Regions from separate parts of the Gossypium hirsutum genome. Here region 2 is linked to region 1. Evidence: chromatin contacts called from public Hi-C data. All regions are on one chromosome and are shown on one strand. The core of a region is the stretch at or near the end of the contact, and the rest is flanking DNA. Distances in the headings are between cores, read along the strand shown. Region 1 holds the start of LOC107892203 (subtilisin-like protease SBT6.1). Region 2 overlaps LOC121221173 (a long non-coding RNA gene).

Region 1 (7,457 bases), core at 2,323-4,822:
TCGCTGTATTGGATTAGAGGCGTATTGGATTAGAGGTGTATTGGGATTAGAGGTGTATTGGATTAGAGGTGTAATAGCTAATCCACTGTTTGGTTGAATGTAATGGAATAGAGGCGTAATAGTAATCTTGTGTTTGGTTGAATGGAATAGAGGTGTAATAGCATAATAGAAAAAACTAAAATGACTAGAATACCCTTAGCATAAATTTGTTTTGGTAAATGATTATTGTTATTGTTATTTAAATTATAATAAGATTTTTATTATCAATAATAAATAATTTAATCATATTTAAACATAATTATTATTAAATATATTTTAATTAAAATATATAATTTAATAAAATTCTTAATAATTAATATTCTTATATTAATTTACTGAAATCATAATATATGATACTGTAAAATATAAATTAACATAATTATTATTAAATATATTTTAATTAAAATATATAATTTAATGAAATTCTTAATAATTAATATTCTTATATTAATTTACTGAAATCATAATATATGATACTATAAAATATAAATTAACATAATTATTATTAAATATATTTTAATTAAAATATATAATTTAATAAAATTCTTAATAATTAATATTCTTATATTAATTTACTGAAATCATAATATATGATACTGTAAAATATAAATTAACATAATTATTATTAAATATATTTTAATTAAAATATATAATTTAATAAAATTCTTAATAATTAATATTCTTATATGAATTTACTCAAATCATAATATATGATACTATAAATGAAAATTTGAAATAATTAATATTAAATATATTTTAATTATAATATATGATTTAAAATAATTTAAAATAATTATAACTAATAAATTATATTTTATGAATTTGTATAATCTAAAATAATAATTATTACATATAATTTAATAATTAATATTAAATTTCATAAAATACTTGATAATAAATTTTCTTATATGAATTTATACAATTTAAAATAATTAATATTAAATATAATTTAATAGTGATATATAATTTCATAAAATTCTCAATAATAAATTGTTCTTATATGAATTTACTAAAATCAATATATAACTTGAGAATTATATTCTGCATAAACATAATTAACTTATATTAAGAAAAAGTTAGATGAAAATGAAATTGTACATCATAATCCATATGTTATATAGTTTTACAACATCAAAAAGTTTGAACATTGATTTTTAATGGTGAGAAAGAAATCTTCTGACCCATTCCAATCGGGCAACAGAAGGTAAACTAAAGAAAACGATCATTTGAGTTGGATGATCGGGAATCTCCTTTCTTCTGTTCTCAGGAATGATACTAACAAGCAGGCATACAACACCCGCAACCACAGGACTTGCCACACTAGTGCCTGATAATTGTTTACAACCAGTACTGATCTTGGATCCCATAATTTCCCGCCCATATGCCACAACATCTGGTTTGACACGACCATAACTGCAAAGATAATCAAACAAGTTTAATATTCATGATCAGGACAATAAAGCTTGCTTAATAAGGGAGTTACACATGGAATATCATAAAGTATATGAAATTGAAAATAATTTAAAGCCTTCATACGATCAACACTAAAAAGAAAGGGCCGATAACAAGACCTCAATACCTTTAAAGAAAAAGTATAGTATAGTAGTTAAATTAATAAGTGACTACTCCAAAATTAAATATATTTTAAGTTTCATTGTCACCATTACACCCCCAACCAAAATAAACTTTCCAGGAGAGGCGTCCTAGCCTTTTTTTTTCTTAAAATGAAAATGATTATGGGCTAGAAGAGCATGTTTTGAACAAAGTGAAGAACAGTTAATATCGTAGAATAGAGCAATACACTACCCATGAGGAATCTCCCAAGTACTCATGCCACGTGATGAAAATGAGGCTATGTGATCACTATAATCGATTCCACCAACACCAATAACATCACTTTGGTCTGCTGGGTTGTTTAAAGTGCCATACAATGGCCCATCATTTCCAATGGCTGACACCATAATAATATTATTGGCTGTTATTTCCCAAACCTGGAGAACCATAAAGCAGCAAGCATTAACCAAAAACGTTCAGCTCCATTGTATGTAAGGATAAGCATGCAAAACTGAATGTGGAAGTTTCAACAGCAGAGTGGGTAACTTCACTGGCTAATCCTTCCATATTTGGAAATAAATGTCCAAAGAAAACAAGCAAACTTCTTCAAAATGCAAAATATTGAAAGAGGAAGTCAACTCATGAATTTGAATGATCATAGCATGTTCATGGGATTTAAGAGAGGCCAAAAAACCTGTGGGAAGCAAGTGAATGCATTATGATTGAAGCATTTCCACATGCCACTACAACCAAACTTAGACAATTTTGCAGTTTTGAAACAAAATTATTAATGATGCTTGACAAATGAACACCAATAAACCACAGGCCATGAGAATCATACCTTCTCTACAAATGGGAGATCCAAGTAATCAGGTCCACCTATGCTCAAGTTTAGCACATCCATGTTGATTGCAATAGCATAGTTGAAAGCATCAAGGAACCAAGATGTATATGATACCTGCAATAAGCTGAGAGCAAAATTCTCATAATCCAGCCAAATTTTATAGAATAACAAATGTTAAAGGGAAAGTCCTTAGGTTGATGGATATACTGTATGATATATATCTTCTAATTATAGTAATGAACAGTTCAAAAGAGCTTCCAACTTCTGTAGTGCATGCTAGGAATTTTCAAATGGATCAAATATAAAGGAAACCAACAACAAAAAGGGTGAGATTTGCAAAGGCCTGGTGCAACATCAATCAAAATACAAAAACAAACAAAATATCCAACACCAACTTGTGTTACCTGTGCATCAGTAAAAACACGGAAAGCATAAATTTCAGTATCTGGTGCAAAGCCAAGACATTCTGTGTCCTCACCAGCAATAACACCAGCCACAAAGGTCCCATGTCCAAGGTTATCGTTCAAAGTATCCTCATTGGTCCAATTAGTTCGTTCCTGAAAAATTTACTCGCAAGAGTGATTATCAGAACTCCCTATTGAAGACCAACAAGTTATTTTCAATAAGAAAATAATTTCACACCAACAAAAGTTCAACTAACTTCATTTTCCCACTAATGATGTACCTTAATGTTTCGGAAGTGAGGATGATCAGCACGTATTCTAGTGTCGAAAATAGCCATTTTGACTTTAGCACCGGTATACCCTTTTCTCCAAAGAGCATCCGCTCCGAACAAGGAAGTAACTTGAGACCTCTGCGATATAAAAATAAGAAATTCCATAACTTTCCTCCCTCGTTTAAATTCTCATAAATTTGGCTTTGGGAAATTTAGTTAATCAAATTAAAATGTTTACCTGCATCAAAAGATGGCGACTCCAATTAAGTGAGGAATTACTTAAACCTAAATGGTGGAAATGTTTCTCTTTTTCACTAAACAACATCAAAAGATTGAGCAGAGAGCATGGTGTGGCGGGATTGCATTGGCGGGAAAATGCCCTCATCAGATAGAGAGAAGAGGAAGAGGTAACTCTCTGCCTTCTTCGGTTAAAGCTTGAGAGGGAGTTGTTGCATCTTCAGCTTCTGACAACCTCGTCAATCTAAAGCTTCTGGGTCTGTTACAGAAAACAAAGAAAGAAAGGAGAAGAATTTGGGGCTTCTGGGTTAAAACTTCTGGGTCTGTTACAGAAAACAAAGAAAGAAAAACAGAAGCAGCTCTCTTCTTGCCTTTCTCTATGGCATGCTCGACAAGAAATTGGGGCTACTGGCCGAAGGCGAAGCAAGCAATGAAGGAGATAAAGAGAGACAGACCCAGGAAACAGAGGGCAAATTAGGGCGTGAAAAATAAAACGGATGTAAACTGAGGAGAAGCCAGGGATTAGAAAACAGAGAATTTCGAGGATTAAGGGCGTAACGTATTAGGGGTGTATTAGGCAATACATTGAACCAAACACCTGCTTAAGAGGGGCTTAAGTGGGGCCCACGGATTAGGGGTGTATTGGCTACACCCAACCAAACATAGTGAAAAAGTTCAACAAGTGAACCGGATAGGATTCCCGGTCGAAGAAACAAACCCCAACTATTGGTCCCCTTTCCTCTTCTTCGTTTGAAAGAAAGAGCTCATCCCCTTGACCTTTGTCGCCGACTCCTCGACTCGCTATTACTCATTGAACTCGCCTCGCCTTGACTCACTCTCATCATGGCTTTCCGTTTTTCCACTTAAAACCTCCTTCCTTTCTTCTCAAAGTCTCATCTTTAAGTCCTTTTTATTGTTATTATTATTGTTCTGAGAGTTAAATAGAGAGAGAGAGAGAGAGAGAGAGTAAAAGGGAGAGATGTATGTGGCGCCGCCAACCCAGCGATCGGATCCGAGTTCCATCGGCGGCGGACCGGGTGATTTACGGGTTTACCAATCCTGGAAAGGCAGCAATGTAAGCCTTTCCTTTTTTGTCTTCGAAATTTCTATAGTAATTTTGATTATAAGTAATAGTTAAAAGGACATGAATTTTGCAAGGGCTTTAAATTTAATTTTTTTATTTTTGCAGATATTTTTATTTCAAGGGAGGTTTATATTTGGACCAGATGTAAGATCATTAGGGCTGACTATTTTACTTATATTAGCTCCAGTCTCCATTTTCTGTGTATTTGTTGCTAGGAAATTGATGGATGACTTTTCTCATCATTTGGGCATTTCAATTATGGTTGTTGCTGTTGTCTTCACTCTCTATGTAAGTCTTTCTTCAATTTTCTTGTATCAATGAGTTGCTATTTATGAAAAGAACAAACCTTTTGTTACAATGTTAGGAAGATGAAACAAACCCAATTTAGTGTTAGTTCATGATGTTCTCGAATTACCAGTGTTTACATTGGTTACACACCCCCTTCTGTTCTTGGCTAGCTATATTGACTCCAATTTGTAATTATCTATGATCATAGCTTTTATGGTCCCCCTTTTATTCTCATGGCAGCTTAGAATAGCATTAAGATGAATGATAAAAGAATACGAACAAATTCTAGCTTATAAAGTATAATATGCTTGTACTGTCTCAATTCTACCATGTTTCGAAAGATTCAAATGGTGTCTTACATGTACAAAAACAAAAAAAATCCCCCCTGGCATATTCAGATTTTGTCAGGCATTTCAGAGAATCTTTGTAATTTTCTCTGAAACAGAACTTGAAGCTCATAAATGTGTTTGTTTCTTCTTTTTCAGGATTTAGTTCTTTTACTGCTAACATCTGGGAGAGATCCTGGTATAATTCCACGTAATGCACACCCTCCGGAGCCAGAAAGTTTTGATGGAAATGCGGATGTTGGGGCTGGGCAAACTCCACCATTACGGTTGCCACGGATTAAAGAAGTGGAAGTCAATGGGATCTCTGTGAAGATCAAATATTGTGACACTTGCATGCTTTATAGGCCTCCTCGCTGCTCACACTGTTCGATTTGCAATAACTGTGTAGAACGATTTGATCACCACTGTCCTTGGGTGGGGCAATGTATTGGACTGGTGTGTAGGAACTTAGATTAGCATATACTTGTTTGTGGCAGCAAAATTTTCACCACTGTCCTCAGATTTCCTCATTTTTTACTGTCTACTTATCTCACCTTTTTTTTTCCTGTTTGCAGCGAAATTATCGGTTCTTCTTCATGTTTGTCTTCTCAACAACCCTTCTTTGTATATATGTTTTCGCATTCAGTTGGGTCTACATTAGTAGGATCATGGCATCAGAGGACACAACAATTTGGAAAGCAATGATTAAAACCCCGGCTTCCATTGTTTTAATAGTTTACACGTTCATTTCAATGTGGTTTGTTGGTGGTTTGACTGCCTTCCATTTGTATCTAATCAGTACAAATCAGGTAAGATACTCATCCTTAATATGTTGTTACATTAGTTCGTTTGTTAGATCAATGTAACACTCTGTTCCTTTGCTTTTGCAGACAACGTATGAGAATTTCAGATACCGATATGATCGTCGAGCAAACCCTTATAACAAAGGAGTGGTTGACAACTTCAAGGAGATATTTTGCTCCAGCATTCCATCATCCAAGAACAACTTCAGTGCGAAGGTGCCGAGGGAACCAGTGTTACCAACACGAGCCAGTGGTTTTATGAGTCCGAATATGGGGAAGGCCACGGATGACATAGAAATGGGTAGGAAGACAGTGTGGGTTGATAATGGGGCCACCACTGATGATTGCGAAGGGCAATTCACAAGTGAGCGAGTAAATGTTAAGGAGGGTGAATTAGGAGAACTATCACCAGATTTTAGAAGTACAGTAGATGGCACGGGTGAGCATGCCAGTATTCATCCCAGGCGATCTAGTTGGGGTAGAAGAAGTGGTCAATGGGAAATGTCACCTGAAGTTCTTGCTTTGGCAGCTAGAGTGGGGGAACCAAATCGAGTTATTGGAAGTAGCAGCGGCCGCAGCAATTTGACAACCGAAAACCGGCAGACATAACCAAAGCGGTGATATGAGAAAAGGGTTTGACTGCTAAGGTGTGGCTCTTCTTTGAATCATGTGTATGATGGGGACACATTTGTTTTTGGCTTTGGCAGGGTGTTTGAAAAGTGTGGGTTTGGCCCTTTGTGCTTTGAGGAAGAATTGGTGTGTTGTATCTTGTACGAGAGTGAGTATGTTTTTTTTTTCATTAAAAATTTTAGTGACCTTGTGGATTCATTTTAGTGTCTTATAATTAGAAGCTGGATTCAAATTTGCCCTTGGGTTTCTTTTTGTTTCACTTGTGTAATTGAATACTCTACTAGTAATTACATACTTGTCAGTTGATGTTTGCTAAATCTGACTTTTTATATGTGTGCAAGGAGAGGATAATTGTGAGTGTCGTTAAAAACAAGCGAAGTTCATGAAACTAGAAAAAATTATACATTGAAGCTTCCTAAATGTTTTAAATTCTGTTGTTAGTGCATATAATAATAATCTTATACGTACTTGAAAAATAAAAGGCATGGTAGATTTTTAGTCCCAAGTGAGAACTTTTAATACCATTGTCAATGTAACTAATAACAATCTTATATACGTTTATTAAAAACATATAGCATTTTCCTAGTTTCACTTGTGAACTATGATAGGCAAAAGTACTTGGAGGTACTCTTATAGAGATTGGATCAGATTGATCTTTTACCATTAAATTAATCATTTGTCTTTTTATTGTTAAAAAGAATTAAATAAGGTAAAATTTTAAAAGGATTAATATTTATTGTTTAAAATTTGTTTTTATTTATAAATAAAAAAATATCATTTATTGTTTCATTTAATATTTTTAAAGCTTTTATCATTTTAATTTCTACAAATGCAACCTATTGTTTATAGATGAAAAAATTGTCATTTTTTAAATGAAAACTATGTCAAAATTTGACCTTATTTTAATTTTTTTAAATGATGCAGATATTAAACCCAATCCATTGATCATATAAAAGTAATTTCAGCATAATAAATT
Region 2 (7,457 bases), core at 3,316-5,815, 49 kb before region 1:
TAAAAGAACAATCTAGAGTAAATGCCACCAACAATTTGCCCAATTAGAAGCTTTTGGCACCGCCCCAACTATTTGTAGTCATTTCACTTTGTTGACGGTTCCCATCCTGAAAGAAGCGTGTTAGACAAAACATTTTTATCAACAGTGTTCCCCACTCTCCCCCTTCTCCCTCGTCGCATCGGAGTACCTTAGTCTGGTTCCTGCTCCCTTTCCATGGTCATCTTCCACTCCACATAAGCAGGGACTCCCCCCCGCACATGGTAAACTATCTTGCCTCGCTTTAAAGTTTTCGTAGCTAAAATATGGGATAAGCCATTAGCCGATCTGGGTGTATATTTGAAATCGATGTGTTGATCTCTATCTGCTAACATCTGAATATCTCGTATATGCACTCCAATCTGTGACTTATCTATTCCTTGGAATTGACATTTCTTTATAATTTCTAATGCATCGCCTTCCATTATTACCTCCGACCACCCCCTTTCCAAACCCGTTTGAGTTTTCCGGACACATGCGAAGGCTTCGGTAGAAAAAACATGAAGAGACCCCCTCGTGAATCTCCGAATAAGAGAGCAATACATGTCCCTCGACATTTTACACAACTATCCTCGATGCCGACTTAAAACGACAGCAGTCGTACGCTCTATCGAAATTAACTTTATTGACTGACCCAGAAGGACCACTCCATTTCACCTCTGTTAATCCTTGTTTAACTCTCCTTTTATCTACTCCCTCTAGTTTAGTACAATAATGGGTAATGAATTGAGCAATATCCTAACCAATAATAAATTTTTTGATCATGAAATCTGGCATTTCTATCACTCTAGATGGCCTAAAGTACAACACAAACTACTCGCCTCTACTGATTCAAGCATACTCTAAATACCCAGGTGAGCCACCCAAAGAAATCCATTTCTGGTTTATTCACAAAAAAACGATAATCCCAATTCTAACCAGACTTCAGCCGAATCGAAATAAGTGGTCCAAATTCTTAGTGCCTCTTCCACATTGGGGACAAGTTACAATAAATACCAGTTTCCTAACTTGCATATGTGCTAGAGTAGGTAAAAAGTTCCAAGAAATCCTCCATAGTGTAATTTTAATTCTAGAAGGGGGGTTTAGGCTCCAAATTTGTTTGTAGAAGTTCTTGTAGTTGGTCTGTAAAGCATAAGCATTAGGATTACAGGGAAAATTTTGTAATAGTTTATAGGCACTATGTGCCGAAAATTCCTCCGAGGGCTCACCATGCCATACAATCGGATCATCGTGAACTTCCATCGCTAAAGGAATATGAAAGATCCTAGCCGCGTCCACTTCCGGGAAGGTATTAACTACTAACTCCTTTTTCCATGTTCTAGTATCAACATTTATAAGATCTACCACTATCAAATTTTACATGCAAGGAATATAACAAGATAATCTATAGTTATTAGGCTCTAGGACCTAAGTGTCCTCATTAATTGAAATTTTTGTGCCCAAGCCTACCCTCCAACAAAGCCCTTTGCACAGAGCTCCCTTTGCAGACCAAATTCTTTTCCACGTATAAGAAGGCATATTACCTAAACCTGCATTAATGAAAACGGTATTAGGAAAATATTTAGCTTTAAGAACATGATAATTAACGAATTCAGGGATTGAATGAGCCTCTGTCATTGTTTCACCAATAATGCAACATTAAAATTAGCTATACTTCGAAGACCCATGTCCCCTTCTTCTTTCAACTGACACATATGCTTCCATTCACTCTAATGTATCCCCCTCCTTCTATACCATTTCTGTCACTAAAACCTCGCCATTAAACTTTCAATTTCCCCAAAAAATAATTTTGGTAGCAAAAAACATGCCATAGCGTATGATGTATGACCTGCAATACAGATTTAATAAATACTTCTTTCCCTCCCTGTGATAATAATCTTGTACTCCACCCTTCAATCCATATTTTAACCCGATCTCTAAGATTCTGGAACAATGCCTTCTTCCTCTTTTCTACCATATTAGGAAGCCCTAAATGATTTTCTAGGTTTAGGGAAAATCGTATTCCCAACATTCTCGAAACTCTTGCCCTATCATTTTTCGACGTGTTCGTACTAAAAAAGACTGAGGATTTATTATAATTCACACATTGACTTGAGCAATACTCATATTCTTTTAGAATGTCTTTCAAAATTGTTGCACCTTTATCAGTCGCCTCACCTAATAAAATACAATCATCAGTGAACAACAAATGTGATATTTGGGGCCCCTCCTATTAGCCTTAGCTCCTCTCAACAAACCCTTCCCATAGCCAATCTCATCAATGCCGAAAGCCCTTCACTAAAAATGAGGAAAATAAAAGGGCTAAGTGGATCACCTTGTTGAAAACCTCTCGTTGGTCGAAAAACTGTCCCACTACTCACATTAACATTTTCCAAGTATGAAACTGAAGATATACACTTCATTATAAGATCCACCTACCCCTTGTCGAAACCCATTTGTAGCATCACTACCTTGAGAAAACCCCACTCCACCCTATCATGTGCTTTGCACATATCCAACTTCAAAGCCATATAGCCTTTTTTACTCATTCGCTTTTGGCGATAAGTGTGCGAAATCTCATAACCAAGAAACACATTGTCAGAAATTAATCGCCCAGGCACAAATGCACTTTGGGCATTATTAATGCAATTTCTGATAAAACCTTGAAGATGATTTGCTAACACTTCTGCTACAATTTTATAAATGATTGTGCATAAACTAAGAGGCTTGAAATTCGCAAGATCGGTAGGATTCATAATTTTAAGAAGTAGGATAATATTAGAGATATTTGTCGATTCAAAATCCATATCGTCATTCAAGATACTTAAGTTGAACTTAGTAACATCGCTCCCAACAACGTGTCAGTATCTTTGGAAAAACATGGCCAAAAAACCATTTATTCTGTGCGCATTGGTTGGACCGATATCCTTCACCAACTCATACCTCATTATCTTTATATTTGGCCATTAGAATCATATTAATTTTTAAAGAAATACTCGCTTATATTGCAAACAAAATGTGAGAAGGATCACCAATCCCATCCGATGAGAATAAAGTTTGAAAATATCTAGTTGTAATTCCCCTAATCTCCTATTCATTGTAGACCTCCTTGCCATCCTCACGCTCCAACCTATTAATGTATTTATGTGCCTGCGAGTAGAAGCAAATTTATGAAAGAAAGTTGCATTTTTGTCCCTCAAACATAACTAGTTAGCACGAGACCTCTATTCCCAATAAGCTTCGTCTTTATCCACCTTCAAGTTAAGTTGAACTGTAGTATCTATGAAATTGGCCAAAATGTCATCGTCCCTGTCCAGCTCCATCATACTATCAAACTTCCTTATAAGATCCCATTTCATACCATCCCGACTATCCTTAATACCTTTTGCCTATACCTTCAAACCGTTTCGCAATCTATCAAGTTTTTCAAAAATCGATCCAAAGGAAGACTCCCATATCCTTTTAATTTCCCATTTTAACGATTCTTCTATCGTGCACCAGGTTTCAAACCAAAATCTCGATTCACCTAATAGAGCCCTCCTATGACTTGTATTCAAAAGTAATGGACAATGGTTCAAGAAGGAATGAGGAAGATGAATGATTCGACCATTTGGAAATAGAAACAACCATTTGCCATTTGCAACCCCTCTATTTAATCTCTTCCTAATGTTCGTCTTCGGTATATTTCCCATTTCCCATGTAAATTATGGCCCTGAATATCCTAAATCCATTAACTGACACTCTCCAAGAACATCTCGAAAGAACTCCATTCTCCTCTCCTCTCTTGGCATGCCTCTAACCTTTTCAAAAGAGTACATGATTTCATTGAAGTCGTCACACACAAACCAAGAAAAGTTTTGATTTTTCTTAAATCTCCGAAGTAAGTGCTACAAACCATTTTTGTCACTAGCAAAGGGTGATCCATAAAACCCAGTGAATCTTCATTCTTTTTCCTCACTATCTACCTTTACCAACACATCTATATGATTCTGAAAAAAGCTTCTTAGATTGACTACAATATCACCTTTCCACGCCAAGCAAAGCCCACCTCTGGAACCTTCTGTCTCAACTTCAATCCCACACATAAAGCCACACCTCCTCTTTATCTTTTCCATACGCTTATCATCAACTTTTGTCTTTATTAAGAAAACCATCTGGGGATTATATTGCTTCAGCACATATCGAAGACTTCAAAGGACCCGTAGGCTCCCCAGTCCATGGACGTTCCAACATATGATTTTCATTGCACCCGGTCGGTTTGCCTTTTGGCAGCCATCGATCTTTTTTTAGTAAGAGCTAAAATGTACTTCGGAGTAACCATCACCAAATCATTAGAATTGAGGCTATCGAAGTCCTAAATTTCAAGTCTTTCCTTTTTATTATCCTCCTTATGCAAAATTAACAAATCAAACTCATTGTCCCCCAACAAATCAAATCTCTTTTTCCCTATTACGCTTTCAACTTTGGATTTGTCATAACATCGATTCCCATTCTCTTTCATTTACTCTGCTTGGGCTTTTGAGACTTACCCTCCTTTGGACTATCAAACCCATCATGGTCTATTGGCCCCAAATCTCATCCTTAATTGGTGGGATTCTATGACCCCCAAAATCCCTAGAATTATGTGCAAAATTAGTAGCTTCCATATCTGCCAAAACCTTCGTAGATCCCCCTCTCACCTCTGTTTGACAATTCGCCACCGTAACTTGGCTGGATGTAACATCCGTACTAAACATGCCCTCCGCCCCATCCACCTCGTCGAAATCTCCCACATATAAGCATTCCATCATCGACTTCTTTGTAGAAGCACCAAATTCTAAACATTCTTTCTGCAACAAGTTTGATTTGTCTTTTAGCGCCAATGAATATGAGAGTTCATCTTCCAGTTTATCCCTTACACCAGTTGGAATCCTATCACATTCCTTTAAACCATGGCCCATTCTTCCACACCAAAAGTAGAAATTTGGCAAATTCTCATACTTAAAAGAAAGCCAAAGTTTTTCTTGATTACCAGTTGAGACAAAGATCCCTCTTCGTAACGGTTTCTGCACATCCAATTGAACTCTCAACCGAAAAAATTCCCCGTTGACTTCTGATCTGATCAACTCTCCAAGATCATATCCAAATCATCCTCGTTCTCAAACAAAATCAAGAATAAATTCTAACTAGCCACTTGGATCTCAAAATTTTTTCTCGTCTTCCAAAAACTCTTGAGTTGAGCACGAAAACTGTCTAGATTATAGGATTTCCTTCTCCATACAGTGTAAATTAATGTCAGACTTTCGCTCGACACCACCAGTGAACTCTTTACAATCAACTAAATAATCTCTTCCTCTAGGAGGAAGATCTCATCCTTCCCCATTTCCAAAAAAGTCACCACCCTACTCCAACCCAACCACAACAATCACTAGTTCTCTGGGACACTAAGAGAGAGCACTCGACTTCTTTACCTGATTCAGAATTCACCAAAAGTAAAAAAAAAAAACATGAATTTTAGGTTTATACTCAATGTTGATAACAAAAATATTATTAATAAAATAATTATAATTATAGTTATATTAATTGTTTTTATAAAATTAAAAAATATGATAAACATTGGTAACGTAAAATATTAGTTTTTAATTAGACTATTTCTTTATCTTAGTTTCTCAAGGGTTTGTATTGGAACAAGCCGATTGGATTAGTTTCAATTACTATTTATCAATAAAAAATTAATCTTTAATTTAATTATAAATATATTTATCTTATTTTACATTTTTAATGTAAATTAAGAAAAAATAAACGTCTATATTATAGATACTATTAAATTACGAATATATTAATATAATGTAAATCTTATGGATTCAAATTCTATGGATTATAATTTTTTTATAACATAATTTAGTTATTATTACATTTAAAATCAAATTATAGACAAAAAATATTAATTTAATTATAAAAATATTAATTTAATTTATCCAATTATATTAATAATTTTATAGATTTAAATTTTTATTAATTAATGATATTTATGATGTGAAATATTAAAAGACATGTATTGATTCTTTTTAATGAATCGATCCGATCACAATTTCAAATATGAAATTCAAAGGGACCAAATAAGATATGATACTCTGAACCATAGAATTATAATAAAATATATGATCAGCCAACATTTATCGAATTTAAAAAAGACTTAGAAAAAATGGTTTCATCCTCTTATTTTCATTTCCCAGACCAAAAGATCCAAAAATCGGGATCCTACTCCATATAGATACAAATGATCCAATGGGAGCAAGAATTTCTAGGAGCATTTGGAACATTTCGTTTATTAGTAGAAGAGCCCCTTTCAAGTAGTGTTTGACCGATTACGTATTAATTAATATTCAAACGATTGGTCTGTGATTATCGACAATTTTTTTGTCTAAGTCACTTCATTTCTTTTTATCCAAGTTAATTAATTTCATATTAATATATTATCATGTAATTATTAATGACTTTTTATTATCACATAACTATTAATATGCTAATAAATTATTTTTTAGTGTCAATCCAAAAGTTTTCCCAAAATCATGCTTTTATATATACTAGTTTCTGATATGACATATGTTGCATGTAAATTTATGTGTTTAATTTTTAATTAATTTTTAAATAAATTATTTTTAATTATTGTTACCTATCATTGATAATAATAATTTCTCTTAATTTTTAAATAATATACAAATTTTGAACTATATAAAAAAAGTAAACTATAATAATAGTTAAACTAAGTTAATCGGTAAAAGATGTAGCAATTATAATAATAGTTCATGATAAAGAGGAAATATATTTAAACTAAATTGATAAATTTTTTTAATAATAATGATTAAAAAATAGTTGTTGAAATTTGTTTTTTTTTTTCAAAACAAACGCACAAAACAGTTTTCACTTGACTAAACAAATAACATATAGGTAAAAATAAATAAACAACACTTTCTTCACATAATATAAACTTATATAAAAGTTTAAAAACATATATCATAATATCTATTACCTCATCATCAATTAATATAATATTTTATTACTCTCTGATGCTATTGTTGTTCGAATATGATTCAATATTACCTTTTCGAAGAATTATAGCCTTATTCTTCATTTTTTTTGTATTATAATTCTAACGGCTAAAAAAGTCTATTTTTATCCCTAATTTGTCTTAAATTCTACTTAATTGAATATGCCTAATTATAGAATGATATTTATAAAGCAAAATTTTAATTTTAATTGGTATATAACTCTAATATTAATTAAGTGATAATTAATATGCTTAGAGTTTTATCCAACTAGTAATTCTATTTTACATCAACAAAGACAATTTTAAAAAATAAAATTAACATAAATTTTTTAAGTCAAATTATTTAACTAATAATTATAATTATCACAAATTTTTTTCTATATTTCATTTTTAAAGTTCTATCCAAGTAATA

What was found. A called contact is a pair of places that touch in the nucleus more often than the background predicts.
Region 2: a contact with region 1 is called in a Hi-C map of leaf, with 4 times the contacts expected there. The contact joins the enhancer-like site here to the promoter of LOC107892203 in region 1. A contact is called at or near these places in 14 of 34 Hi-C or Micro-C datasets (anther, callus, cotyledon and 6 more).

Annotation. Positions count from the first base shown.
Region 1 is chrD09:11,142,650-11,150,106 of Gossypium_hirsutum_v2.1, reverse strand. LOC107892203 (subtilisin-like protease SBT6.1) reads right to left here and starts at 3,572. Exons shown (of 7, transcript XM_041100169.1): 1 at 3,352-3,572; 2 at 3,123-3,251; 3 at 2,842-2,994; 4 at 2,435-2,551; 5 at 1,846-2,030; 6 at 1,320-1,452. The coding sequence starts at 3,498. It overlaps LOC107892202 (probable protein S-acyltransferase 7), which reads left to right and starts at 4,033. Exons shown (of 5, transcript XM_016817217.2): 1 at 4,033-4,425; 2 at 4,540-4,722; 3 at 5,208-5,504; 4 at 5,624-5,857; 5 at 5,939-6,798. The coding sequence starts at 4,330. The coding sequence ends at 6,460.
Region 2 is chrD09:11,192,784-11,200,240 of Gossypium_hirsutum_v2.1, reverse strand. It overlaps LOC121221173 (a long non-coding RNA gene), which reads left to right. Exons shown (of 2, transcript XR_005918669.1): 1 at 1-260; 2 at 828-1,466. Among protein-coding and RNA genes, the nearest start is that of LOC121221173, 3.8 kb to the left of the region's middle. Within about 2 kb of position 4,565, at least 7 of the 9 cell types and tissues checked have an H3K27ac peak or open chromatin away from gene starts, as enhancers often do. A contact at or near this core is called in cotyledon, fibers, leaf and 1 more, where this site is marked.